6 separate regions of the Mus musculus genome follow, and regions 1, 2, 4, 5 and 6 are each linked to region 3. The links are chromatin contacts, called in public Hi-C, HiChIP or PLAC-seq and promoter capture Hi-C maps. All regions are on one chromosome and are shown on one strand. Each heading gives the region's core, a stretch centred on a gene start, on an enhancer-like site or on the middle of the called end of the contact. The rest is flanking DNA. Distances are from core to core; before and after follow the strand shown.

Region 1 (4,093 bases), core at 1,476-3,975, 420 kb after region 3:
ATTGCATTGTGTCTATAGGCCCCCAAGCTTAGGACAGATAGAACTAACAGGACTATTAAAGAAATGCCAAATTCCGTGCAGAAACTGTTGGAGGATGGACTGAGCAGCTCCCAACATTCTTTTTAAGATCAGGAATCTCCCTACATGAACAAGCCAACACCTTCCTAACTGGCAACAGTTCCTTGTAAAAGGGTAGTAAGCCATTGGGGCCCATGGAGAAAGGCCTAACAGCTGATTTGATTTCTCTAACTTGCTTACACAGTCATTCAAACTCTATTTTGAGGTAACGTTGATCAATCACCTAATCTTGACAGAGCAGAACAGCTCTCATGGTTTTTGCCTTTGAAGGCCTTATTTTCCCCACCTCTGGGCACATTTGGGTTAGAGACTGTGGTCCTGTTAGCAGCTTTAATCAATTGCCCAAAAAATAATCTGAGTCGAGTCTGGGAGTCTTTTCCTGGTGGACATGAACTACATAACGTTCTCCAGTATCAATTATCCCAGTAAAACAAAGGTTTGACTTTAGTGCTTCTGGTCTCTTGCTAATCACAGCAGATTCTTCAGCTCCAGCTAAGAACCACAGATGCTTAACTCAAAATATTCAAACCCACCCCCCCCCCCCAGAGTCTTTGAGAGATTCTCACACTTCCCTCTGGTTGTCTGGATCTTCACCTGACAACCCTTGTCCTCTGTATTTCTCTGAAGATTCTTATCTTGAAGGATCCCATAGAACACTCAAGAGCTTTTCTAGCCCAAAGTTCCAAAATCCTTCCACTATCCTCCCTGAAATAAGGTCAGGTCTATCTGGTCAGTGCCCCACAATCCTGGTACCAACTTCTGTCTTAGTTAGGATTACTATTTCTATGAGGAAAGATCATGACCAAAAGCGAGTTGGGGGAGTGTATTAGGGCTCTCTAGAGTAACAACTTATAAAATGTATGTATGTATGTATGTATGTATGTATGTATGTATGTATGTATGTATGTATGTGTGTGTGTGTATGGGGGGATTTATTCAAATGACTTACAGACTGTTGTCCAGCTAATCTGATGTTGGCTGGCAGAGCAGAGCATAGAAAGTCTAAGACTCCAGTAGTTTGCTCAGTCCACAAGCTGGTGCTCGGTATATGCTGGAATCCCAAAGATGTAGCTATAATGCCCATGAGGGAACGGACTTGCTAGGTAACAGCAAGCAGACAAAGAGCAAAAGCTTCCATCTTCCGTATCTATGTAGCAGTGGTTCTCAATCTTCCTAATGCTGTGAGCCCTTAATACAGTTCCTCATGTTGTGACTCCCCAACCATAAAATTATTTTTTGATATTTTATCACTAATTTTGCTGTTATGAATTGTAATGTAACTATGTGATATGCAGATGATCTTAAGCAACCCCTGAAAAGGGTTGTTTGACCCTCAAGGGGTCATAACTTGCATGTTGAAAATTGCTTTATAGCAGGGCGCGGTGGCACATGACTTTAATCCCAACACTCGGGAGGCAGAGGCAGGCAGATTTCTGAGTTAGAAGCCAGCCTGGTCTACAAAATGAGTTCCAGGACAGCCAGGGCTACACAGAGAAACCCAGTCTCGGAAAAGAAAAAAAAAAAAAAAAAAAAAAGGAAGGAAGGAAGAGAAAAAAGAGAAAATTGCTGTTATATAGACTTCCAGCAGAAGGTGTGGTCCAGATTAAAATTGTTATCTTCCCACCTCAGGATTGGAATTAAAGGCATGTATTTCCACCTGTTGCAGTAATTCCCCAACCCTGATACCCCAATAAGTCTATGCAAAAACCACACAACTCAGTTACATTATTTACAAGCTGCACGCTTAGACTGAGCAGATTTATCACTACACTACTCTATTCCCCAGCTGTGAGATCCCACATTATTTGCTGCCTCTCAGGGCCTTGTGGTTCTGCTCCATCTTCCTCTTATCTTCTCTTCCTCAGTCTTCTTCCTCCCTCGCTCCCTACTCTTCCCTCACTTCCTAAAACCTCTAGCCCCACCTTTCCCTTCCACTGCCCAATCACAGGCTCTAGTCTTTATTTGACCAGTTAGAATGGGGAGAAGGTTCACAGGAAATCACCTGAGTATGTGATCCACTCCTCTCAGGGGCAACCCCTCTTGAGGAAGCTGAATTAACATCAGAATACAAACAGCACCAGGGCAACCCACAACATCTACCTCACAAGTCATGACTAGAAGTGGATCCACCCACTTCAAACAAACAAAAATCCCTCAAAGGTGTCCCTTGTATTTCTTCTGGATTCCATCTAATTCTAGATGTAGTCAAGTACCAAGAATAGAAATCACAGGAGAAAAGAGTTTATTTGGTTTACATAACCTGGATTGCTGTCCATTGGAAGAAGCCAAGGCTGGAATTCAAAGAGGGCAGGAACCCGGAGGCAGGAGCTGCTGATGGTTTTTATTTTAAATCTAGTATAATTGAGTCAATGAGTTTTCCTCCTGCCAAAAGACTCTAGGAACCCCAGAGCTTTTTAGGTAACGTCTTTGATCAGAGTAAGAAGTAAACCTAATACAAGTTGCCGTCAAAGGCTGGATTTATATTCCCACAAGACCTTTGTAAATTTGAGACTTAAAAAGCAGCCTAATCCAGTGACAGGCTATAAATAGTTCTCCCTGACTTTGGTTCAGGGCAGTCCTTCGCGTAGACTTCTGGGAAATGTAGTCTCTCTTAGCATGACTCCGCTAGACCGGACTCTACTCCTCTGTGCTTCCGGTTCATTTTGCTTTTGTGTTTCTCCAAACTCTGCGGCTTTCTCAAAGTTGGAACAGTGTGGCTTGCGCTCCGCGCTCGACATGGAGGTTGGTCCCGGCTGCAGCCTAGCCTTGCAGGCCTCATGAACTATACGGGTGGGCGGGCCCGGGGTGCAGGGAGCCGGGGAGGGCTGGGCGGGAGGCGGAGAGAAGCCCACGTGGTCCTGCAGTGCGGACCTAGGCTTGGCCAGAGTGCAGGGGTGGGGCGCACGCACGGTGCAAGGAGTGATTGCTCTGTTAGGACAGAGCGGCTGACAGAGTCAATCATGTGTTTCAGGGACCTGAGAGGTGGCCTGCTACTGCGAGAATGGAGACTGGAAAGTCTAGGGTTGGTAGAGCAGGGTGGCTTGGCTGACCGTGCCAGAGGCAGGCTGTGATGAGAGCTCATACCCCACCTTGGCTGGGGAAGCTTGCTGTTAACTAGTTTTCACATTGCTGTTGTCAGATCCCTCAGGAAATCTAGAGCAAGTGGGTTTTTCTGGGCCCTCCCGTATTCAATGAGAGGCCCAGGACTCTGATTTTGAGTTCGTGTGGCTCATAGTTTCCAGGACAGTGAGTTCTGCGGGGGAGTTTGGTGTATGGGATGTTCGTCCCGTTTTCTTTGTGATAAATTGTTAGTTTTCAGGGCGGCTCACTTTGGATAGGAATCACTCCTTTACCCACTGTGACAGAACCCTCACATTCACACACCTGTATGAGGAAAAAAAAAAAAATCTCATCGAGGGGGCACTCTGAACTTTGTCCCAGCTATCACTGATCCTACAACACTGCAGAGTGGAAAATACTAGAGATTATTACCACATACAATTGCACCGGAGACTGCGATGTCAGAAATTTGGTGTTGTGTGGAAAGATTGAGAGTGAAGTTGAAGAGCTGTGGCTCACTCAGGGTCCTGTGATTGTATACAGCCAATGCTCACCCTGCCCTTTGTATACAGCCGCTGCTCATCCTGACATTTGTACTGTTTTTGCCACACTTCAGTCAAATTGATTTGTGTGCTGGAGACTGACTTACAGCATTAAAATCTATACCTGAGAAGCATGGGCTTTAAACTACATCAATACCAATACTTTCTATGTATCATCTAACAATCATTAAAATATGGACATTTTCTAATTAATGTCACTAATCTGCAGGAAACTAAGAATGTGCCGTTTTACACTGTTTAAGGTGTGAAAAGTACATTTTCTTGTACCTTAAATCTCGTTTCCTACAATGTAGAGGTGATACAGCAATAAGCACAATTATATTATAGGTCACAACACATAGATGTTTGATATCTATCTATCTATCTGTCTGTCTATCTACACTTTTACTTAA
Region 2 (4,429 bases), core at 694-3,193, 360 kb before region 3:
GTTTGTTCTTTGTCCAGCCTTTCCAGATTAGCTTGGGTAAATTCATTAAGACGGCTCCCTGCTGAGCTATGTCCTCTGCTCATTACACAGAGTCTGTTCCCTCTCTTCCTGCTGACACTGACAGACCAGGGACCTAAAATAGATCCTAATTATTTTCCATTACTCCTCTCTGTTCAAAGCTTTGCATGGTTGTTTTGACTGTGAGACCTCATTAACACGGAGCTCATTAAAACCACAGAGAATGGATGAATCCACAAGAACAAAACTTTGGTTGTGGTAAAGGTATAACGGGCACAAGGTATAAACAGGAAATAAATATGAAAGATGCCATTCTAGCTCTCAGTACAGAAACAATGCCACTCAGACAATACAGTAGGTGACAGTGGCTCCCAGGGTTACAGGGGCTTTCATCCATTGATGAAATCCTCACCTTAGGATCCCCAATTATGGACTTAGGGAAGACAGTTTTCTTTGCTCCTCTTCCCAGTGTGGCCATATTAAATCTCTCCCTTTCAGCTTTAAAAAGGGAGGGAGGGAGGGAGGGAGGGAGTGAGGGAGGGAGGGAGGGAGGGAGGGAGGGAGGGAGGGAGGGAGGGAGGGAGGGAGGGGTAAAGAAAGACACACTAGAAGATATTTTAAATTGCCAATAATATTTTTAAAGATTATTTATTTATTTATTTATCGTGTAGTCAGCATTCTTCCTGCATGTATGCTAGCAGGCCAGAAGAGGGCACCAATTCTCACTATAGATGCTTATGAGCCACTCTGAGCCACCATATGGATACTGGGAATTGAACTCTGGACCTCTGGAAGAGCAGCCAGTGCTCTTAAGCTCCGAGCCATCTCTCCAGCCCTGTTAATAATATTTTGAAATGGAGATACCTCAAGTGTCTTGTCATAAGAAGTATCTTGTGGCCTGAACAGGCAGTGACGCTATCTCGGTGGGCATGAGTGATCTCATTAGCATGTGTTATGATAGACTTCAACAAACAACACTGGATTTACATTCAATCTCTTTATAACCATCCTAAAAGATTTGAAAGACAAATGCATATTTCTTATAGAGAAAACATAGCTCCAAGGCCAACAGTTGTTATTCAAGGTCAAAACTCATAAATAAAAGGAAGGAAAACAGGGCTGGTCTGTTTTCTTGAACTTAATCTCCCCCCCCCCCCGCCGCCCCCCGCCACACCCACCTCCCATGCGCAACCGTGTTAAGATTTTTCTTTTTTTTTTTTTTTTCTTTTTTTTATGGCATCTCCACCAGATTTATTTTTAAAGGAATGACCTAAGGGAGAAAAAACTAGGGTACAGAAGTATGGGCTAGAAAATAAATACAAATGTAAGCTGTTTCACTAATTTTATAACCACAAACTTGTACAGAGAATGAGGCCCTCTACAGAACACAACAGGTTCAGACGAGGCGTTCCCTTAACAAGGCTGAAGATCCGGACTCTGGTATTTGACATTTAGGATGCAGTCAGTCCACGCTTTTACCCAGATTTGAAGAGAAGAATGGCCACCTGACCCAGGTAGAAGTAGACGAAGTGTTTGGTTTCGTACGTCACGTAACTACCGAAGTTCCGGCCCACAATGCAGTGCCAGGTGGGGTTGTACTTCTTGTCAAACTCCTTCTTGATATGGGCCGCAATATCCTTCTCTGTGCTGTACTTCTCCAGCGCCTGGATAGCACACCTCACCGAGTCCTGCTGCATCTCTTCCGACATGTCTACAGTTTTTATCACTGCCTTCCGATCGCACATGGTTACCGCGGAGCAGGGGCCAATCGGCCGCTGCGTGCCCCTAGGGAAGATGCTGGCGGTGCTCAAGCAGCAGCAGCAGACAGCCGGTCCCTGCTGAAGCCGAAGCCGTGGCGCATCTCTTAGCTAAATATTTAACTGTATGCGTTTGCTACCTTTTCTTTACCCCTTCAGGAGCCATTTGGTAGGTGGTTTATTTTGTCACAAAAAGCAAGAAACCGCCTCATTGTGACTGCACAATTACCCGCTGACCCTCTGAGGTGGGGAGCCGAACCCTGGAGACCTGGCTTTTCATGAATCAGAAATTCACATGTGTGAGGAAATGCAGTGGAAGCAGCAGACACTGCTGTTGCTTGAGGGAAATATTTTAAATGAACCGGCCTACTCTCCAATAAAATCAAAACTTTTTTTTTTTTTTTTTTTTGGTTTTTCGAGACGGGGTTTCTCTGTATATCCTTGGCTGTCCTGGAACTCACTTTGTAGACCAGGCTAGCCTCTAACTCAGACTCCCGAGTCCTGGGATTAAAGGCGTGCGCCACCACGCCCGGCGCACTGTGTCTATTTCACGAGGGGGAAAAATGAGCGTATTTCCCTAAGAAACTTCAGAAAGACTGATTTAAACACGCGGGACCTGATGAACCTCTAATGGCTTCATCTTAATTAGTTATACCTGTGATGCTCCTGTTTCCAAATACGGGCACACGCCGGAGCTCTGTGTTCATATTCCTGAAAGATTCAATTAACCCATAACATTTGCTGTCATACCTTGCTGACATGTTCGCAGCTGTGTTCACAGACCTGAAGATGGCACTGTGCATCAGCTGAAAACATTCTCAAACCACCCGCAACAGAAAAATCCGCACACTGCCCACAGCCCTGGCTAATACATGAAATTATATAAAGATTCAGATCATATTTCAATTTGAATTGGATGTACCTACGTTACCATTTTTCCCCCCATTTTACTTATTTGAAGCTTCTGGTTAATTGCAAGTTCCCAGACAAGGTTAAGAGAGCAAGATTTACCCACAGATATGCAAGAAAAATTTCCGAGCCTTTGCAAGTGACTCATGCCTGATACCCCCAACTTTATAACTACTATAAGCTCTTAGTTCTTATCATTTCTCAGCAGTAAATGGGGCCACTGATTAGCAGAAAAGAGCAATCTTCCTGGCTTTGGCAGCCCATTCAACTAATCACAGTACTTGGGAGGCAGAGGCAGGTGGATGGATCTCTGTGAGTTCAAGGCCAGCCGGGTCTACAGAGCCAGTTTTAGGACAGCTGGGGCTACAGAGAAAACCTATGTCAACAGAAACAAAACAGAACAAAACAAACAAACCAAAAACAAAGAGGAGGAGGAGGAGAGGAGGAGGAAGAGGAGGAAGAAGAGGAAGAGGAGGAGGAGGGAGAGGAGGAGGAAGAGGAAGAGGACAGACAGAAATAACAAATCTCTTCCCCATTCTGGGCCCCTTTTCCTTTCTAACTTTTACATTTAAAAACAAAGAGTTAATAGCAATTTAAGCACTTATTAATGTTTAATATGTTCACTATGGCACAGAATTCCAGGAAAAATATGTACATGTCTTATTAATTACATCTCTCAATGCTATCACCCAATGCTTAATAAAAAGCAACGAGAGGAGGAAGGGTTTATTCTGGCTTGCAGCTCAACAGGATTATTCCACCATGGTGGGAAGACAAGGCAGCAGGCAGGGATGATATGGTGGCAGGAAGTGCCAGGTCAGAGTACACATCACACACAGTAAGCAGAGCACAGACAGGAAGTAGGGCCAGCCTGTAAATCTCATGTTCCTGGCCCACCACCTCAGTACTGGCTGCTTTTGTGTGTCAACATGATACAAGTTAGAGTCATCAGAGAGAAAGGGCCCTCATTTGAGGAAATGACTCCATGAAATCCAATGGTAAGGCATTTTCTCAATTAGTGATCAACTGGGGAGGGCTCAGACTATTGTGGGTGGTGCCACCCCTTGGCAGGTGGTCCTGGGTTCTATAAGAGATCAGGCTGAGTAAACCAGGGGCAACAAGCCAGTAAGCAGCACCCCTCCTAGGACTCTGCATCAGCTCCTGCCTCCAGGTTCCAGTCCGGCTTGAGTTCCTGTCCTGACTTCCCCCAATGTTAAACTATGATGTGGAAGTGTAAGATGAATAAGCTCTTTCCTGACCAATTTGCTTTTTGATCATGGTGTTTCTTCCCAGCAACAGAACCTCCAACTAAGACACCCACTTTCACCAATAAGGCTCCGCTTCTTTTTTTCTTTTTCTTTTTTCTTTCTTTCTTCTTTTTTGTTTGTTTGTTTGTTTTTTGTTTTGGTTTTTCGAGACAGGATTTCTCTGTATAGCCCTGGCTGTCCTGGAACTCACTTTGTAGACCAGGCTGGCCTTGAACTCAGAAATCTGCCTGCCTCTGCCTCCTGAGTGCTGGGATTAAAGGCATGTGCCACCACCACGCCCGACTTTCTCTCTCTCTCTCTCTCTCTCTCTCTCTCTCTCTCTCTCACACACACACACACACACACACACACACACACACACACACAGTCCACTTTCCTTCCCAGGTCCCTCCCTCCCTCCACACTTGTGATTGCTTTCTTCTCTCTTCCAAGTGGGACTGGGGTGTCCTCACTTGGGCACTTCAGTTTGTTGAGCCT
Region 3 (4,627 bases), core at 1,570-4,069:
TGAAATTCGTAAGAGCTATTTAAAATGAATAGCATGGAGTTCCAATAGGAGAGTATAACGGTTAAATTCTGTCAACATGACACAACTTAAGTCCTCTAGGAAGATGGAAACTTAATTATGGAATTATCTTTATCAGACTAGCTATAGTCTGGTAATTTCTTGATTGAGGATTGATATGGGTAGGCTCAACCCATTTTGCTATTGCCAACCCTGGGCAGCTAGTCCTGTGTTTACAATGAATCAAACTGCGAGCCAATGGGGATAGCCTGTAAACCCCATATTTTCATGTTTTCTGCTTCTGTCCTTACTTCCAGGTTTTTTCCATATGACTTTCTACCCTGAATTCTGTCAATGATAGTTTGTATTCATTAGGGGCTTCTATTGTTGTTATAAAACATGATAACAAAAAAGCAACTTGAGAAAAGGGTTTATTTCAGCTTACACTCACAGATGAAGCCCATCACTCGGGGAAGTCAGCACAGGAAACTGGAGGCAGAAGCTGTGGAGGAATGCTACTTACTCGCTTCTTCAGCCTGCTTCCTGATACTGCTCAGAACCACCTTCATGGGTGAGGCCCTACTTCCCACTAACACATCAAGAATCAATCATTAATCAAGAAAATACCCTAGGAATCTAGATAGAAGTGTTTTCTCATTAGAGGTACCTCTTCCCAGATAACTACCCTATATTAAGCTGACCAAAAAACAAAAAAGAATCCACTCTTGATGTGGTCCATAACCTGTATGCCAAATAATCACTTTGGTGTTGACCAAGGTGCTTTTGGTCAGGGTATTCTTGATAGCAACAGAAAGGGAAACTGACACAGAGACTAGAAGAATGAAAAGGAAGGGTGCCTCTATTTACAAGGATGTATGTGATGAGGTGGCATATTTACAGTTTGTAGTGTGAACAAGATAACAAGTGGGGCATGCTTAAAAGCATTTCCCCTCTACCACTTACATCTGTAGAGCAGAAAACTGAGCTGGATCTTCTATGATGCCTTTTTTATTTCTTTGAATTAGAATGCTCACAAGCTAGACATTGCTAAATAAAAACTCAATTTAATCTTGTCCAAGAGAGAGAGAGACTTTCAGTATTATCAGCATGTGAAGCATAGGCAGATGACTTGGAACCAAGTAAAGAATAATCATCAAAGTAGTCCAGAAGGTGGACAGCTGTCTTAGTCAGGGTTTCTATTCCTGGACAAAACATCATGACCAAGAAGCAAGTTGGGGAGGAAAGGGTTTATTCAGCTTATACTTCCACATTGCTATTCATCACCAAAAGAAGTCAGGACTGGAACTCAAGCAGGTCAGGAAGCAGGAGCTGATGCAGAGGCCATGGAGGGATGTTCCTTACTGGCTTGCTTCCCCTGGCTTGCTCATCTTGCTTTTTTATAGAACCCAAGACTACCAGCTCAGGGATGCCACCACCCACAAGGGGCCTTTCCTCCTTGATCACTAATTGAGAAAATGCCTTACAGCTGGGTCTCATGGAGGCATTTCCTCAACTGAAGCTCCTTTTTCTGTGATAACTCCAGCTTGTGTCACGTTGACACAAAACCAGCCAGTACAACAGCCAAAAGGCACAAGTTCCATAGGTAAATAGGAAACATTCCATATATGCATACATGGATAGAAAACCTCTGCTTTGTAGAGAGGAACTTGGGAAATATTTGGATTATGTATAACGTCATATAATGCAGTCCATTGAACAACCTTTTAAAGGAGTTACCATTCTGAGCTAGATAAAACTACACAGTCAGGTCATGTGCCTCCCTGTAAAGGATACATTAATGAAGGGTCCTGCACAGCTCTGGGGTGGGGGATCCTTGTTAGTTCATATTGTTGTTCCTCCTATAGGGTTGCAGACCCCTTTAGCTCCTTGGCTACTTTCTCTAGCTCCTTCATTAGGTGCCCTGTGGTCTATCCAATAGATGACTGGGAGCATCCACTTCTGTATTTGCCAGGCATTGGCATAGCCTCACAAGAGATTGCTATATCAGGGTCCTGTCAGCAAAATCTTTCTGGCATATGCAATAGTGTCTGGGTTTGGTGGTTGTATATGGGATGGATCCCCAGGTGGGGCAGTCTCTGGATGGTCTTTCCTTTCATCTCAAGAGCTGAACTTAACTTTGTTCAATTATTAAAACCACCTGTGTGGTCTTGGCCCACTTCCTGTACTGTATGGGTTCCAATGTTCACAGGAATAGTTTTACCAGTTGTAGAATCTGATATATATATGACTCACACCGGGTATCAGTACAGAAGAACAAGAATTATTTATGTAGCATAGTGTTGAGCCAAAGCCATTACACCCAAAGGCTTTTACCTTAAACTAGCTCCCTATCCATCTTATTTAGAAATAAGGTCTCTATAAATAGCCCAATCCAACCTTGGATCCTGGGTCCTTCTTCCATAAGCCACCAGGCAGCTAAGAGCATAATAAGGCACATCAATGCTGGTTTGAAAAATCATCTTTAAAAGATATTTTTTTATTCCCACACTAGTGATTGCTTCGTCGTGCTGATTTTTTTTTTCAAGGAGTAGTAAGATTAAAATCACAACACATGGACAGGAAAGGACCTGAAACCCTAATATTTCTGTCAAAGGCTCGACTCATATTCATATATCTCATGTTGTGGATCTGGAGATGAAAACCAGCCTGACTTCCCAATGGCTGTCAAGCATAGTAGGCTTCTTTCTCTCATACACTCCTGTGGGTTGCCAGTGACAAATCCAGGAACAGCCCTAGCTGATTTCCGGGAAATTCTTCGCACAGACTTGTGGGAATTGTAGTCTGGCCACTGTGTCGTCACAGGGACCTGCTCCGGAAACAGTATTTAATTGAGTCTGAAAGTGTGCTGTTTCTCCAAAGTTGGGTGAGAGTGCTGTCCTGCTCAGCTCTCGAGTTGCATCGCTGACGTAGAGGTTGGTCCAGGGAGCAGCGCAGCCTGAGGCATTGTTCGAGGTGCGGGGATCCATCTGGCAGCGAGTAGAGCAGCGATGGGTGGGAGGTCGGGAGAAACTGACCTGCGCTGTCCTTACATTCTGGTCCATAAAGATACTGGTCAGGGCTGGGGAGAGGGCGTGTCTGACGGTGCCCTGATTGATGTTTGTCAGAACTCTGAGCACAACGCGAGTCTACCGTGGGCTTCTGGGACAGGAGTGCAGGATGGTTGCACGGGAGTGGGGTATGGTGTAAAGATCAGGCTTGGTGGGTCAGCTGACGAACTTGCATCTCAGGCGGTGCTGAGAGCTCACTTTCCCGCTTGGCTGGGGAGACTTTGTTACTAGCTGAACCTCACTCTCAGATGAATCTTGAGGTTTTCTCAGTTCATCTAAAATAGGTGGGTTTTCTGCCTCTCGAGCGTTTCACAGCACGCCGGTATGATCAAGGATTGTCATCGTTTTTCTCGGCCAGTCGGTGAATTAAACGGGTAAGAAAAAAATCAGAGACACAACAGGTCGTAGCTGGGAAATTCTGGGGCACCGTGGACAAATCTACCAGAATCACCTGATAAAGAAAAGCTTTGACTAGGGCTGAGGGAAAACAGGTGCGGTGGGCACATGGAGAGAAGCAACCACTGGCAGGCAGAGTGAGGGGTGGGGAAGCTGATGTCCCGCTTCACCTTCAGGGCTGGCGTTTCTTAAGCCTTTGAAGGGTTCCATCCCTAAGTTTTGGTTGATTACTTTTCAAGAAAGACAGGATGTCTACTTGGCCCACAACTGTTGTACAAACATTCTTCGATCTGGTCTTGAACTTGAGCCAGTCCATTAGCAGGGACCCCCGGAGCAGTGGGGGGAAAGCTCACCTTGTTTTAGGCTGCTAAGCGTTTGTGTGAGGTCAGCAGGGTGAGGGAGAACTTAAAGAACGTTATGCATTTATGTAATTTAAGGTAAACGGACCTCATTCCCATTCTGGAATTCTCCTTGTCTGAAGCAGCCACAGTGGTTTACACCCCTCCCTTGCTTTTCTGCCTCTTGCATGGCTTCTCCTTCCTTACACTGCACATCAAAGTGTGTAGAATGCATCTCTAGTTAGCCAAAACAGAAACCCTGCTCCTGCTCCTCACGTGGGGAATGAGAGCCAGATTTACATGTGGCATCAACCAGTGTACTGGCTAGTTTTGTGTCAACTTGACACAGGCTGGAGTTATCACAGAGAAAGGAGCTTCAGTTGGGGAAATGCCTCCACAAGATCCAGTTATAAGGCATTTTCTCAATGACTGCAACTTTTAAAGCCCCATAAGACAGAGTAATGAAAATCTGTGTTTCTCAAGTTTATCTCATGCATACGTATTTGGTTTCTATTCAATTCTGTCCAAATAACATCTGTAATTTTTCTCAATGGCCTCTGACATCATCACTTAGACGACCAAGACCTGGACGCCATTATCCAGCATACTTCCCCTTCCGAGTTAGTGATCAAGGGGGGAGGGTCCCTTGTGGGTGGTGCCATCTCTAGGCTGGTAGTCTTGGTTCTATGAGAGAGCAGGCTGAGCATGCCAGGGGAGGCAAGCCAGTAAAAAAAAAAAAGTCCCCCCATGGCCTCTGCATCAGCTCCTGCTTCCTGACCTGCTTGAGTTCCAGTCCTGACTTCCTTTGGTGATGAACAGCAGTGTGGA
Region 4 (4,162 bases), core at 612-3,111, 330 kb before region 3:
AACCCTTTCTTCTCCAAATTGCCTTTCCTCATGATCTTTATCACAGTGGTAGAAACCTTTACACGGGCATCATGTGCCTGTGGACACAAATCTAGATTCTGTAAGGATGAAAGAGAGCTAGACCTGTTTCTCACATCACTGAGTAATATTCTTCAGACACATCAAAGGTACTCATATGACCTCACAATGGACCCATCTTCAAAGGAAAACAAGGTAAAAGATGCTATAAAACCATGTGGGCTCTATACATTGAAGACAGGTGAAATGTAAAATAAATACATCCACAGAAGCATCCATTTAATGCCATATGCTTATTATAAACCACACAAATAAACAGTTCTCACAACAGAAAGTCCTGGTGAGGGAGAAGGTTCTTGTCAACACTAAATATACACAGCCATGAATGTGAAATTATATGAAAATACAGACTTTAATGAGGTGGCTCTGGCTGTCATCTGGGTTTCTGCATTTGTCCAGAATTCAGCAGCGACACAAAGCACAGTGACAAGGGACAGGAGATGGAGGAGGCAAGGGGTAGAACATTAAAGGAAGAACTCACAGACTAATATCATTCAAGGTTCTGAACATACGGGGAAACCAGCATGCAAAGGACTAATCATACTGAGAATTTAACATAGAACAGAATTCACTGTTCCTTGTCATGTTCCATTTCTGTGTTTTCTCTAATGGGTACTGGTTGATGTTTGTGACATTTCTGAAGTGTGTTTTACACATTTGACAGCATGTATCAGTGTGCTGTAGTTGAGCAGCATGTTTGCTATGCTGTCTAATTATTTCAAAATTTTTTAATTTCTATATTCATGTCTTATTGAATAATGCCCCAGATTGGCCAACGAGAATAGTCATATTATTTTTTTATTTATACATGAAAATATCAGCAGTTTATGTATTAGTGGGGTCCTTTAAAATAATTGTATAGATAAGCTTTGATCATTTTTCTAAGTATTGTTGTGCTCAACTCAAACAGTATGTTATCGGATTCTAAGATGTAGCCCACATGATCCTTATACACATCCAGCATTCAGGGCAACAAGACTGCAAGCTTCTCTCTCTCCCACTGTTCCAGAGCGTCCATTACTCAGGAAGGCCCAGAACCTTGGCTTCCTGACATCAGTAGTCCATGGTAAAAAATATTTGGCCTCCTTCTTCTATAAGTTACAACTCTGTATTTTTAGTTTAAAAATAGCTCAACAATTTCAGTGTGAGATGAGAACATGCTGACACTCTGAGTGTCATGGTGAATAGCTTCAATCCCAAGATGAGGGAGGCAGAGGCAGGAAGATCCCTGTGAGTTCTAGTTCAGCCTGGTCTACAAAGTAAGTTCCATGAGAACCAAGAGAAATTCTGTCTAAAACACAAACACAAAAACAAAAAACAAAAACAAAAAGCAAAACAAAACAACAGGCTGAAATAACCATTGTGGGCCAAGGACACATCCTGTGTTTGGGGATCACTAACATCTCTAGGGCACGAGAGCAGCACGCAGTGTCCAAAGGAAACCATCACCTAGGGCACAATCCTCATCGTCCCGACATGCAACGTCACCTGTCCCAGCCGGTACAGCAAGGCAGGTCCAAGCAGCAGCTTCTGCCCTCCCACCCAGTTCAGTTTCGCTCCCTCTGAGACAGAACCGGGAACAGAGACCCAGGCTATGTTGTTTTCTGAACCAACCTCCACATCACAGACGACAGGAATGTAACGGCCACACAGGACTCTCGCAAAACTTTGGGGAAGACCCCTCTGTTAAGCAAAAACCTAGTGGGGGGTTTACCGGTTAGCTCCCTGTGACGTCACAGTATCCAGACTACATTTCCCAGAAGTCCGTGCGAAGGGATTTCTGTAACCCACCGAAGGTGATTTCTCTGGTTCCAGAATTTGTCCCTGGCAACCCAAGAGAGAGAATAGAAGGAAAGAAGCAGTCTGCAGCACATTCTTGGGGAGTCGGGCTGGTTTTCCCCCCTCCGGATCCACAACAGGAGATAACGTGAATGTGAGTCGAGTCTGTGACAGAAATCTTAGGAGTACAAGTCATTTCTGGGCCATATGTTGTAATTTTAATCTTACTTTAAAAAAGAATCACGCTGACCCTGTTGTGTTTTTAAATAAGGAAGCAATACACTAATGTGGGAAAGAAAATCATCTTAAGATTCATTAATATTTTTTAACTCCCAGCGGCTCTTGATGCCTCTTTGGTTCTCACGCTCACTGAGAATGTCTTGTTGGAGATGGCAGCAAAATTCTCATAAACTTACAAAATATTTGTCCACTCCCATTCCTAGTAGGCTTTCAACTCTGGCACATTTGACATTGTTTTGAATCTCATTATTCATCACGGTCATATCCCATGGTTGAAAATATTGCCAGTATTTTTTCTTTTGGTTTTTCGAGACAGGGTTTCTCTGTATAGCCCTGGCTGTCCTGGAACTCACTTTGTAGACCAGGCTGGCCTCGAACTCAGAAATCCGCCTGCCTCTACCACCCCCACCCCCACCCTCACCCCCCACCCCCCAGTGCTGGGATTAAAGACATGCGCCACCACACATTTTCTCTCCTCACTCACTCATGAGATCCTTGGGTGTTTGCTAAGTGTGCTGTTACCTTAAAGGAACCCCATGCAAGGTGAGTAGATTGGACTTAGTGCTGCTTTTTAGTGCTCACATCCTGAGGTAAGGGAGGCAGGACTTGTCCACCTGTGGTGACTGCAGGAGCCTCCTGAGCAATAGCTGCAGCCTTGGCAGGAGTGGGGCTTCTGGTCTGCACTTCTTTATCTTTCTGAGACCTCAGCCATCAGGAAAGCTAACCAGCCATGGAGGCCAGGAACCAACCTCACTAGGTCCAGGGGTTTGGAGCCATGATTTCTGTGCCAGAGGGTGCCTTACCTGTTTGTTTCTCAAGTTAAGAGAAGCTTTACTGGTTCCTAATGCCTGTTGTCTCTGCTAGAACTCAAAGCCTGCTTCCTCTGAGATAGCACTCCCTCTGTCTCTGAGATTCCTTTGCCTTATGCCTGTGGTCTGCTTTTGTTTCTGCCCCAACGTGCCTAGATTTGGGAGGTGACCTATCCCCCACAGATATCGTAACTACTGGCTATGAATGAAACTATACCCCTGCATTCTCAATTGTTAAGCTCTGCTGGCAGCATCTAGCATTGGCTGGATATAAGGTACTGTCCTTACTATCACCCACAAAACCTGCCTTGTACATGTAAATATTTGTCACTTCCTGCGCAAAAGGAGTATTCTCTGAGATTGTCATGTTAATGAGCAAGTTGCCCCAGGGAGGTCCTGGAGTTTTCATTGACTTTATCCAGAAAGTAACTTTAACTTATGGACAGGGCAGTCCTGCTGCTAATTGGGGCAGAGGGATGGAAGCAGAATGGAGCAGGGCAAGGAGGCCAGGTAGAGCCATAAAAATGAGGGACTGCCCCATGCAACAGCCTTACACTATATGGATGTCTCTGTGTCTTTATTATTGAACCCCGTGTGGGGTGCCCAGAAGCCTCCACAACACACACACACACACACACACACACACACACACACACACACACACACACACACACACACACACACGAGAAGCACTATCACTATCACTACAGGATACTGACACCTGCTGGGCATGGAGGTGCACGCCTTTAATCTCAGCACTCGGGAGGCAGAGGCAGAGGCAGGATTTCTGAGTTCGAGGCCAGCCTGGTCTACAAAGTGAGTTCCAGGACAGCCAGGGCTATACAGAGAAACCCTGTCTCAAAATAAATAAATAAAAATAAAGAAAGAAAAGGATACTCACACCTAATAATAATTTGGAATATATAACACAGTAACCTAAAGGATTCTAAATGTTCTAAATGTTGTTACCATAAAAATCATAATTGTTTGAGGAGCTAGATTTGCTATTCTTACTATTATATAATTGACAAGTCTATTGAAACCACATTCTACAGCATATATGTTGGAGATTGGGCCTCAGATAGTAGGGGAAGGTTTAGGGGTATCCAGCCTTTGAGGTAGCCAAGTCATTTTAAAAATAAGGTAATGTGTGTGTCTTTTCATTCTCGAATCCAAAAACAGCTCCTGGGCAGGTGGACATGTGTGGTCCCCCCTGAAACCCAAAGCGGTGTAACGAAAACTCACCACTACAAATA
Region 5 (4,492 bases), core at 493-2,992, 280 kb before region 3:
GGAGTCTGCTGCATAGTATGGTTGTCTTCTACTGACTACATGTAAATGAAGTAGAATAGAAAGACAGGAGAAGTTAAGATCTGGGAAGAGAGATCCCCTCACTTGAGTTTGAAGCTTTTCAGCAGCTGAAAGTCAAACATTTTGACAGCTAACACTCAATGTGAAGGTTTCCAGCAGAGGCAATATTTGTCTTCCTTAGTAATACTTTCAAATAAAAATGTTACAATAGCCATGAATAGGGCTGGAGAGATACCTGAATGGGTAAATACGGACTGCCAGAAACTCTGTCAGTTAATAACAGAGTTCAATACCCAGAACTCACATGGTGGAAAGGGAGAATGACTCCCAGAAGATATCCTCTGACCTTGTAGGTCCTGCCATGTCAATGTGGCACAAACCAATAATCCTAGTCCTTGGGAGGTAGAGGCAGGAGGATTAGGAGTTCAAGGCTGGCTTCATTAAGGTGCTTACAAGGTGCCAGTCACAGGGCCCTGAGTGATCAGAGCTCCTCAATTCCATCTTTTTGTCTCTCTGACACACTGTAAGTACTTGGGTGAGTTTGTCTAGAACTGTTTGGGGAGGGTTAGGGAACCTAGATGCCACATTCTTCGATAAGAGTTGGTTTAGGTGAGTTTAGACACTGCAGATGATATGCAAAGACAGAACAGCTGGCCATTAAAGAGCGATGAAGACCGACCTCTTAGGATGCAGTATTATTTCCTCCCCCAGAGACATTTCAGCCCCCTCTCACCTGTAACCAACAGCCCTGTACCCACGCCTATTCTCACACCAATTTGTTTCTCCATTTTGAAAAGGAGTCCAAACGCAGTCTCCGAAGGTACTGGCTGATCTATTATTTTCTAGTACTTTTCACTCTACACTACAGAGTGAACTACTTGGTTGACACAAAACTCAAATCTTTCCCTTTAAGGGACTATTCTGCCCTCATTCATATAGGAGTGTTAGTCTTGGGGTTGACGTCACAACAGTGATCGCGAAGGACTTCTATTCAAAATAGTTCATAAATCTAACAGTTCATTACCAAGAAAATGGAACCAACATTCCAAACACCAACCGCCCTCCCAAAACTCCCTTCACTTGCAAATAAACAAGGTTATGAACTTTTGTCAACTCCAAGAGTCCTGGGCCAGCTATAAAGTAAAGAAAGCACCACACACCCAGTTGGTTCTAGATTTCCTGAGAAATCTGACTACAACCATGTGAGCCTGAGTCAGCTAGAGAGCAGAGTTTCCCCAGCCAAGCAGGAGAGTGCGCTCCCAGTCATAGCCTCAGGCTGTCATCAGACACCAGTCAGGGTGAAACCTGCCAGGACTTCCAGCAGTTCTCACTCCTGGGTCCTGAGCCAGCTCTCCTGCGCAGGGTGGACTCCAGCAGTAGCCTCGTGCAAGCAAAACGGTCACTCTCAGAGCCGACCCCATTGCCCTTTCCGCAGCTCTGACCTGGATCCAACGTGGGGTTGGTCCAGCCTAGGTCAGCACAGCACCCCCAAGTCCGCTTCTTCCCACCTCCCATCCACAAACCCTCGCCATCCATTCCGGACCCATCACCACGCGGACCCTCACGCCTGCAGGGCAGCGTTGCACCCTGGACGAACCTCCATGTGAGAGATGCAAACCGAGTACTGAGCAAGACCTTTTTCTTGCTCAACTTTGGGAAAGATGCAACTATGCAGACCGAGAGTAGAAACGTGGTTTCCTGACTGGCTCCTTGTGACGTCATATGGGCAAGACTACATTTCCCACAACTCTATGCGAAAGAAATCCCTTAGAGTGTAAGGGGTTGGGAGGAAGCAGTCAGTTTGTGTCCTGGTACAACCACAGGGAGCCAGTTGGCTTTTAAAATGCTAAATTTAAACCGGGCAGTGGTGGCGGCGCTAGCTTTTAATCCCAGCACTTGGGAGGCAGAGACAGGCTCTGAGTTCGAGGCTAGCCTGGTCTATGGAGTGAGTTCCAGGACAGCCAGGGCTACACAGAGAGGGGGGGGAAATGCTGAATTCAGTACAGGACACGTTTAAATGTAAATTGAGCCTTTGGCAGTAACCTTTAATAGGTTTGCAACTTATTTCTGTTCAATATGTTGCGATTTAAACTCAAAAGTGTACTTATTATGGAATCTTCTACATGTAAAGTTCACACTGATTCAATATTACTATAAAATAACTATATGTGACCTTCCTTGTAGTCGAACTGCTCAGGAACTTAAGACAGGAGGATCCCAAATCCAAGGCTAACCTGGGCCAAATAAAGAGACCTTGTTTCAAAATACAATGTACAAGTAGGGTTAGGGAGCAAGGGGTAAAGCCCTTGACTACAGTGGAGGCTTGGCTTAATACCAAGCATTACATATGCATAACTACTCCTTGTTCACCTGTGTGAGCCATACATGGATAAGACTCCACAACTGGATAACGTTTTCATGTGAACACTGGAAACTTCCATACAGTGAAGGGCATGGATCAGGGACACAGCTGTTTTAAATCATTGGACAAAGTTAAACATCCAGCTCTCTGATGTTAACTTACGAAGAAATCCTGAATTTATCTCAGGATCTTTTTTTGGTCTGTCTGTAAGTAGAGTGCACACATGTTCATCCACTAATTTGTGCTATACAAGAGCTTCATCCTCTTCTACCTGGTTTTTCATGAATGCAGGCAAGTATTGTTGGGGACAAGAAAAGAAACGTATTCTAAGTACTATGACGATTTCACTTTCAGATTTCATTAAATTCTAGAGAGAAACTAAATTCATAGTTCCAGGCCCTAGGGGAGCTGGGGACTTCCGTATAGCTGAATAGCTTCTGTTTTAAACAGTTGTCTGAGTCCAGCCATCTCAAGGGCAACTTCTCCATCTTGCTGGCAGGGTCATACAAGTTCATGTTCCCAGGCCCGTAAAGAACAGCTATCACTCACTTTTCCAAATGTTTTCTTAATTTGTTAACAGCTGTGTGTGTGTGTGTGTGTGTGTGTGTAGAGAGAGAGAGATTGCTATTATTTAAACCATGGTTTTACACACACACATATATACTACATACAGCTGACCCAGTCCTTTGTCTCCTTAGCACTCTAAGCTCCTAACCACTCCAGACCTAATGTCTAGGAGAACGAATTAAGGACCTTGAAGCCAAGTGCCCTGGATACCGCCCAGTCTCCAATGGTACTCCTTTGTTTAACCCATAATGTCAAAATACAATTGGTTAAAAGTGCAGCTCCCCTCCCCTGGTCCCCCCTGTTTTGTGTTCCCATCCTTTAAAAATGTTGTTCAAACTCCCTTTGGGAGGCAGTTCAGATTCCAAAGTGACTGCCTCCTCGAGGCTCTGAAAATAAAGCTTCATTTTTTAAGTTTTCATATCTGAAGTGAGTTTTCTCAGCTTCCACCCCAAACCCAACAGTATTCACTAGCAGGTGTGCTAGGAGCTCATGCTTACTTCCCCTGCTCCTCTCCCAAGTGGAGGGACACAGTTCCAGGGATCATACTGTGTGTGCAATGACTCCTGTTCCATCATCGATTGGAATTCCCCATGCAGAGGCTTGCTTGATCTGCCATCATCAGTTTCCTTTCTTTTCGGATCCTGAAATTATTCCTATATGACAATGGTTAGAAAGTCAAGAGCATATGCCTCAAACTTCCCTCAGTTCCTCCAAATCAGGACAGAGGAACGATTCTTCCCTGGATGCAAGGCTATCAGAAATAGCTTCCTAGGACTATCAAGTGAGTTCATTGGAAAAAGCCAGATTGGCATTACAGAGTATTGAGTCCTCCTAACTCCTAGCAGGAATATTTATTCCTGGGAGCATCATGTCAGAAACCAAAGCACAAAGCACTATCAGAAGGAAGAGTCCGTGCAGCAGAAGACCACATCATTTTGGATATGCCTGTACCATAGGATGACCATCAAGTGGCCTAGTCGGCCATCACTGGAAAGAGAGGCCCATTGGACACGCAAACTTTATATGCCCCAGTACAGGGGAACGCCAGGGCCAAAAAGGGGGAGTGGGTGGGTAGGGGAGTGGGGGTGCGTGGGTATGGGGGACTTTTGGTATAGCATTGGAAATGTAAATGAGCTAAATACCTAATAAAAAATTAAAAAAAAAAAAAGGATGACCATCAAGAACAGCAGTAGGTGTGGAGTAGAGCTAGCTAGCCCAAGTGTGGAAGACAAGCTCTGTGTGCTGCAGAGAATGGAGCCAGAGAAGTGACCCATGCCCCTTGGAGGATCCCAGAAGATAAGTGAATCCCAGATAATTAGATGTTGACATATTTAAAATTTTTGAAGCTTTGTTTTGCTTTAAGATTTTTTTTACCTGTGTCCCAGTTATTCCTCCTTGAAGTAAGAATGTATTTATCTTATTTTTATTTTTTATTTTAAATAGACAGACCCAGAGGAAGGTTACAGTGGGCAACTTAGCTGAACTAGGCATCCCCAGGGATTTAAAAATTCTCTGACCTTGTATGAAGAGCCACTAAGTGGTGAC
Region 6 (4,425 bases), core at 442-2,941, 330 kb after region 3:
CTTCCAATAACTGGGAGCCCGATGGTTACATTCCACTCAATGGAAGCCCATCCTAGAAGAAGTCTAGAGCAACAGAAAGGACAGCACAGATGTTTTAAGAACTCTTGCATCTCCTGACAGTGACAGAGATATATTTTCAGAGTTGGGCAGATCTAAAGATTAGCAGGACATTGGTGGGAAGTCAACATGAGAGGCAAAGAGAGGGCTGGATTCCTGATCAGGTTCCAAACAATACAGACTTCCCATTCCCTACCAGCCTGTCTATACTACACAGTGCTTAAAATACATACAACACAGATCACGAAGCAGCAACTCCTAGGTTGGGTCAAGAGTCAAAGAGTCTCTGAGTATGGAGTGAGGATTAAAGACAGGAGAGGCAGAAAAGATGCAGAGCCAAGAAATAGACTTGGGAGGATTGCTGGTCAATACCACAGCAGCCTCGAGTTTATTTTTCACCGCCCTTTTATACCTCATATTACCATGGGAAGCAAAGTTACAAGATAACAGAAACAATGGCAGAAATATACACAATGTCCATAAACTTCCTCAACAAGTCCAAGCCCTGATAATGTCATGTTGACCGGAACCATTTGGGGCCAAGCGGACACTCTCTTTTTAAAAAATTCTCGGGGCTGGTGAAATGGCTCAGCTGTTAAGAGCACCGACTGCTCTTCCAAAGGCCCTGAGTTCAAATCCCAGCAACCACATGGTGGCTCACAACCATCTGTAATGAAATCTGATACCCTCTTCTGGAGTGTCTGAAGACAGCTACAGTGTACTTACATATAATAAATAAATAAATATTTTTTTAAAAATTCTCAACTGTAAAGTAGGGATGGAGGTCCTGTCAAGTTTAGTAAACACAGCCCTCAAGGTGAAACATGGTGTGAGCTCCTTTTGATCCCACTCTGCCTTGTAGACATTCCTGCCTGTGTGTCCACTGCATGTGTTTCTTCAACCCTAGTCCAAGATTTTCCGTGCATTCAGACAGATATGTTGGCTATGTCCCAGAATTCCCCAACACGACAGCTGTTGTAACTCGGATTTTTCCTCTCTTAATTCTTTACTGGCAGCGAAAAATGAACACAGTCAGACCTCAAGGCCATTGCTATAAGCTGGCTACAGAGTACACGGGGACCAGAAACCCTTTTACTCTAAAGACACAAAGGACTCTGGCAGCATCCAGGTGAGATGGGGGCAGCCAGGGACGCGCGCTTCCAGCAATGCAGGTCTGTGAGCTCTGGCACTCTCTCAGGAGCAGGTAGTCAGCTCATCACCATTAGTTTGCAATCTAGTCCTCCACTACCAAGCTGCTCCAGTGTACCAGAGAACCAAGGCAGACTCGGGCTGCTCTCGGTGTTCTAAAGGAAACCTTCACTCAGGACACAATCCCAAAAGGCCAGTCCCCTCACTCCAAAACTGCAGCCTCAGTGGCCCCAGCCAGTTCAGCACAGCCAGTCCTGGCAGCTGCTTCCGCCCTCCCACCCAGTCCTCAAGCGCTCCCTCCAAGACAGAGCCCAGCTCCCGGCACTGAACCCCAGGCTATGCTGCTTCCTGAACCAACCTCCTTGACACAGATCCCGCACAGAGCCCCAGGCTACGCTGCTGCCTGGACCAACCTTCTTGTCAGAGACAACTGGAATAGATAGCCGCATACGATTTCCGCCCAACCTTAAGAAAGACGCACGAGTACAGACCTGAACTCAGAAGGGGATTTCCTGGAAGGCTCCCAGTGGTCACAGTGGTGCGGACTACATCTCCCAGAAGTCTGTGCGAAGGAAATCCCAGAACCCAGGGTGGGTGAAGTCTACTGTTTGGAGAGTTTTGTGGATGGGAACACACAGTTGAAGGTGCAAGGAGGAAGCCTTATCTGCAGAAAAGCTGTGGGTAATGAGATTGGTTTTCGACCCCAGAACCACATCGGAGATGTATGGATTTGAGTCAAGCCTTTGACAGAAACTTTTGGCTTACAAGTCATTTCTAGTAGTAATTTTAATATTACTACTTCCTGGCCGGGGGGGGGGGGACGGGACGGGGGGCACGTTGACTTAGTTGTTCGTTAAATAAACAAAGCAATACACTAACCAACGTGGCAAGGAAAACTAACTTTATAAAATGTTTGAAACCAGCCTTGGCGTTCCTGACTATGCTCCTAGCTCCTCAGTGGCTTTTGACAAATGGACTTGGGATACAAAGCTGGCTTGGTGTCTGCCCCAACAAACTTGTATACTGTTGTTTGTGTTTCTACTTTTTGAATATATAGAAACAATTCCTCCAGGGCATTGCTAATATTACACATACAGAAACACATGCTGTTTGAGCAGGCCAAGGAGGTTGACTCTGAAGATAAAATTTGACATCCCCATGCCACACCCAAGCATGTGTGTATCTAACATTCCTCTAAATCTCTTGTCCTGAGTTAATGCCCCGGACTCTCAGACATTGGAAAGAAGATCAACAAGAAGCCCATGGAGGCATTGATTAAAACCAGCTAACAGGCTACCTATGTCCAACAGAGACTACTACTGTTGATCTGTTGGTAGAAAGGTGTCTGTAATAAAAGCAGGTCACACATCCAGTCATTTCCCCTACTTGTTGTATGCAGGTGAGACATAAATGCACAAGGCTTTGAGTTGTACTGTAGAAACAAGAGTGTACAGAGCACAAACATTTTAAAGTGGTATACACCCTCACCACAATAGTTGAGTAGCCTGCAACTAGGATTTCCTTCTGAGAGCCCTCAGAAATCAGTGTACATGGGGCTGCTAACAAAACAGCCAGGGGATCACATGGAGTCAAAGCCTTGTCCATTCCTTAGATCCTGTGAACTAAAGGCAGGTACTAAAAAATCAGCTGCAGTGGAGTCTACTCCACTGTGGAACACAGACCCAAAGTAGCCTCTAAGACTACATAAGCATAGACTTAAGAGTTCAATCAATGTATTTTACTTATCCATCGAAATATATAGGGTGAGCATACCAAGTGATGATAGGCAATGCACGCTTAGAAACATCGGTACAGAAGATCAAAGAACAAAGGAAAAAAATCTTGAATCCACAAAATTGTGAAAACTTATTGATAAGGTATTAAACACACAATCCCAGTGGCATGGTTTAATCTTTGAATTCTGTATCCACAAAAGGCATGCATTTTAAATCCTTATTATTGAGTATGTGATAGGAAAACATTTGAGAAATTTTTCATCCTTCACAAAGAGCTCTTGGGATGAGTTTCATTAGCATGAGCGTAAGCGATTTGAGATGCACTTAAGTGTAATGTTAGTCTTTCACAATGATTTCATACTTAGGTCTGCAGAAAAGTGCACAGATGTTCAGATGTGTGCAAACATTGCAAAGACTCCAAAGGGACCAAAGGAGCCAAAGGGACTCCATTCTGCCTGAGTTTTATCTAACTGGTCACCCAAGCTAACCAATAGTACAGATAAAATGTTGCCATGCGGCCTCCAAACCTGGAGCTTTGGAAGATCCACTGTTTCAATTGTTTGACCCAAGGGAATTGACACTTGAAGTTTCAGGGGCTGGGCTGCCCTGGTATGATGCAATTGTGGGTTTGGCTTTATACACCAGATCAAGTCGGAGCCAAAGTGTCCCGAAATGACGAATGTATTTGCTGTCACCAAAACCCGACCTAGTGCTTCTGGTCCTCCAAGGAGGTAGGTAAAGATGTATTTTGTCTGGTAAAGATTCTAGTAAGTAGACAAACTGCTGACAGGGAATCCTTCCCTGCATCTCCTTCTAACATCTAAGCTAAAGATGTTGAGTTCAGGCAAATCCATGTATTATGCCATTTCTGTGGATGCTGCAGTGAATGACTGAAAAATCCACCTGATGTATGCTGTCTCAGCTATTGTTCTGTTTCTTACACTTGTTCCTCAGGGCCACTGTCTGAGCTCACTTTAGAACTAAGGCAACTGGAAGCTATAGAGTTCCTCTGTTCTCCTGTCTGGGCTCTAGGAGAGATGCCAACGTCCTTGCTGAGGTTGCTTTAGTGGTCCTCCACGAAAGTCCATGTCCGCTTCTCAACGCACTCATGCCCAGCACCAAGTTCCCCTTATGGTCTTGTCAAAAGTCTAAACCTAGTAACTCCCTACCACACTTGCCCAAAGGGATCCTTTGGCTGCTGGGACTGAGCTATATAATCTCACTGACCCATTCATATACTATAAAAGCAAAGTAGTGTCAGGATCACCTCTACTGCAGAACATAGGCTACTGAGGTAACCACCAGGCCAGGGGCTCCACAGTGGGAAGAGGCAGGGACCCATGCATGACAGAAGTCTAGCCAGCCTGTAGGTCCAGGACTCAAGCTCACTATGGACAAGGGTTGAAGCCATTTTTTGGTGGGAAGAGTCCTCTAGCTGCCCTGCTTGTTTGGGTGATTGGAGATGAAAGTGAGGTTGGGTCCT

Evidence for each region. Promoter capture Hi-C pulls out the DNA fragments that hold promoters and counts their contacts. A called contact is a pair of places that touch in the nucleus more often than the background predicts. HiChIP or PLAC-seq counts read pairs in DNA pulled down with a chosen protein or histone mark. Capture Hi-C pulls out chosen DNA fragments and counts their contacts.
Region 1: a promoter capture Hi-C map of liver shows a contact between it and region 3. The contact joins the promoter of Zfp708 here to the promoter of Zfp58 in region 3. A contact is called at or near these places in 2 of 39 promoter capture datasets (cranial neural crest and neural stem cells), 2 of 484 Hi-C or Micro-C datasets (Sertoli cells and uterus), 5 of 115 datasets of contacts at active chromatin or transcription factors (bone marrow-derived macrophages, embryonic stem cells, memory CD8 T cells and 1 more) and 3 of 9 other capture datasets (adipose tissue, liver and macrophages).
Region 2: an H3K4me3 HiChIP or PLAC-seq map of bone marrow-derived macrophages shows a contact between it and region 3, with 5 times the contacts expected there. The contact joins the promoter of BC048507 here to the promoter of Zfp58 in region 3. A contact is called at or near these places in 20 of 39 promoter capture datasets (the 3T3-L1 cell line, 3T3-L1-derived adipocytes, the HPC-7 cell line and 10 more), 1 of 484 Hi-C or Micro-C datasets (embryonic stem cells), 6 of 115 datasets of contacts at active chromatin or transcription factors (bone marrow-derived macrophages, embryonic stem cells and stem cell-derived neural progenitor cells) and 2 of 9 other capture datasets (embryonic stem cells and liver).
Region 4: a contact with region 3 is called in a promoter capture Hi-C map of neural stem cells. The contact joins the promoter of 4930525G20Rik here to the promoter of Zfp58 in region 3. A contact is called at or near these places in 1 of 39 promoter capture datasets (neural stem cells), 6 of 484 Hi-C or Micro-C datasets (adipose-derived mesenchymal stem cells, bone marrow-derived macrophages, embryonic stem cells and 2 more), 8 of 115 datasets of contacts at active chromatin or transcription factors (bone marrow-derived macrophages, embryonic stem cells, memory CD8 T cells and 1 more) and 4 of 9 other capture datasets (adipose tissue, embryonic stem cells, liver and 1 more).
Region 5: a contact with region 3 is called in a promoter capture Hi-C map of embryonic stem cells, with 10 read pairs. The contact joins the promoter of Zfp493 here to the promoter of Zfp58 in region 3. A contact is called at or near these places in 14 of 39 promoter capture datasets (the 3T3-L1 cell line, the HPC-7 cell line, cranial neural crest and 7 more), 1 of 484 Hi-C or Micro-C datasets (embryonic stem cells), 7 of 115 datasets of contacts at active chromatin or transcription factors (bone marrow-derived macrophages, embryonic stem cells and memory CD8 T cells) and 3 of 9 other capture datasets (adipose tissue, liver and pancreatic islet).
Region 6: a contact with region 3 is called in a Hi-C map of Sertoli cells, with 4 times the contacts expected there. The contact joins the promoter of Rsl1 here to the promoter of Zfp58 in region 3. A contact is called at or near these places in 1 of 39 promoter capture datasets (embryonic stem cells) and 2 of 484 Hi-C or Micro-C datasets (B cells and Sertoli cells).

The regions. Positions count from the first base shown.
Region 1 is chr13:67,080,177-67,084,269 of GRCm38.p6, reverse strand. It overlaps Zfp708 (zinc finger protein 708), which reads left to right and starts at 2,725. Exons shown (of 4, transcript NM_001012448.2): 1 at 2,725-2,820. The coding sequence starts at 2,815.
Region 2 is chr13:67,860,840-67,865,268 of GRCm38.p6, reverse strand. It overlaps BC048507 (cDNA sequence BC048507), which reads right to left and starts at 1,943. Exons shown (of 1, transcript NM_001001185.3): 1 at 1,346-1,943. The coding sequence starts at 1,763. The coding sequence ends at 1,494.
Region 3 is chr13:67,498,714-67,503,340 of GRCm38.p6, reverse strand. It overlaps Zfp58 (zinc finger protein 58), which reads left to right and starts at 2,819. Exons shown (of 4, transcript NM_001007575.2): 1 at 2,819-2,970.
Region 4 is chr13:67,828,684-67,832,845 of GRCm38.p6, reverse strand. It overlaps 4930525G20Rik (RIKEN cDNA 4930525G20 gene), which reads left to right and starts at 1,861. Exons shown (of 3, transcript NR_045194.1): 1 at 1,861-2,011. Gm10037 (predicted gene 10037) reads right to left here and starts at 1,740. Exons shown (of 4, transcript NM_001309374.1): 1 at 1,693-1,740.
Region 5 is chr13:67,776,943-67,781,434 of GRCm38.p6, reverse strand. It overlaps Zfp493 (zinc finger protein 493), which reads right to left and starts at 1,742. Exons shown (of 4, transcript NM_028402.2): 1 at 1,616-1,742. The coding sequence starts at 1,621.
Region 6 is chr13:67,170,448-67,174,872 of GRCm38.p6, reverse strand. It overlaps Rsl1 (regulator of sex limited protein 1), which reads right to left and starts at 1,691. Exons shown (of 4, transcript NM_001013769.1): 1 at 1,620-1,691. The coding sequence starts at 1,655.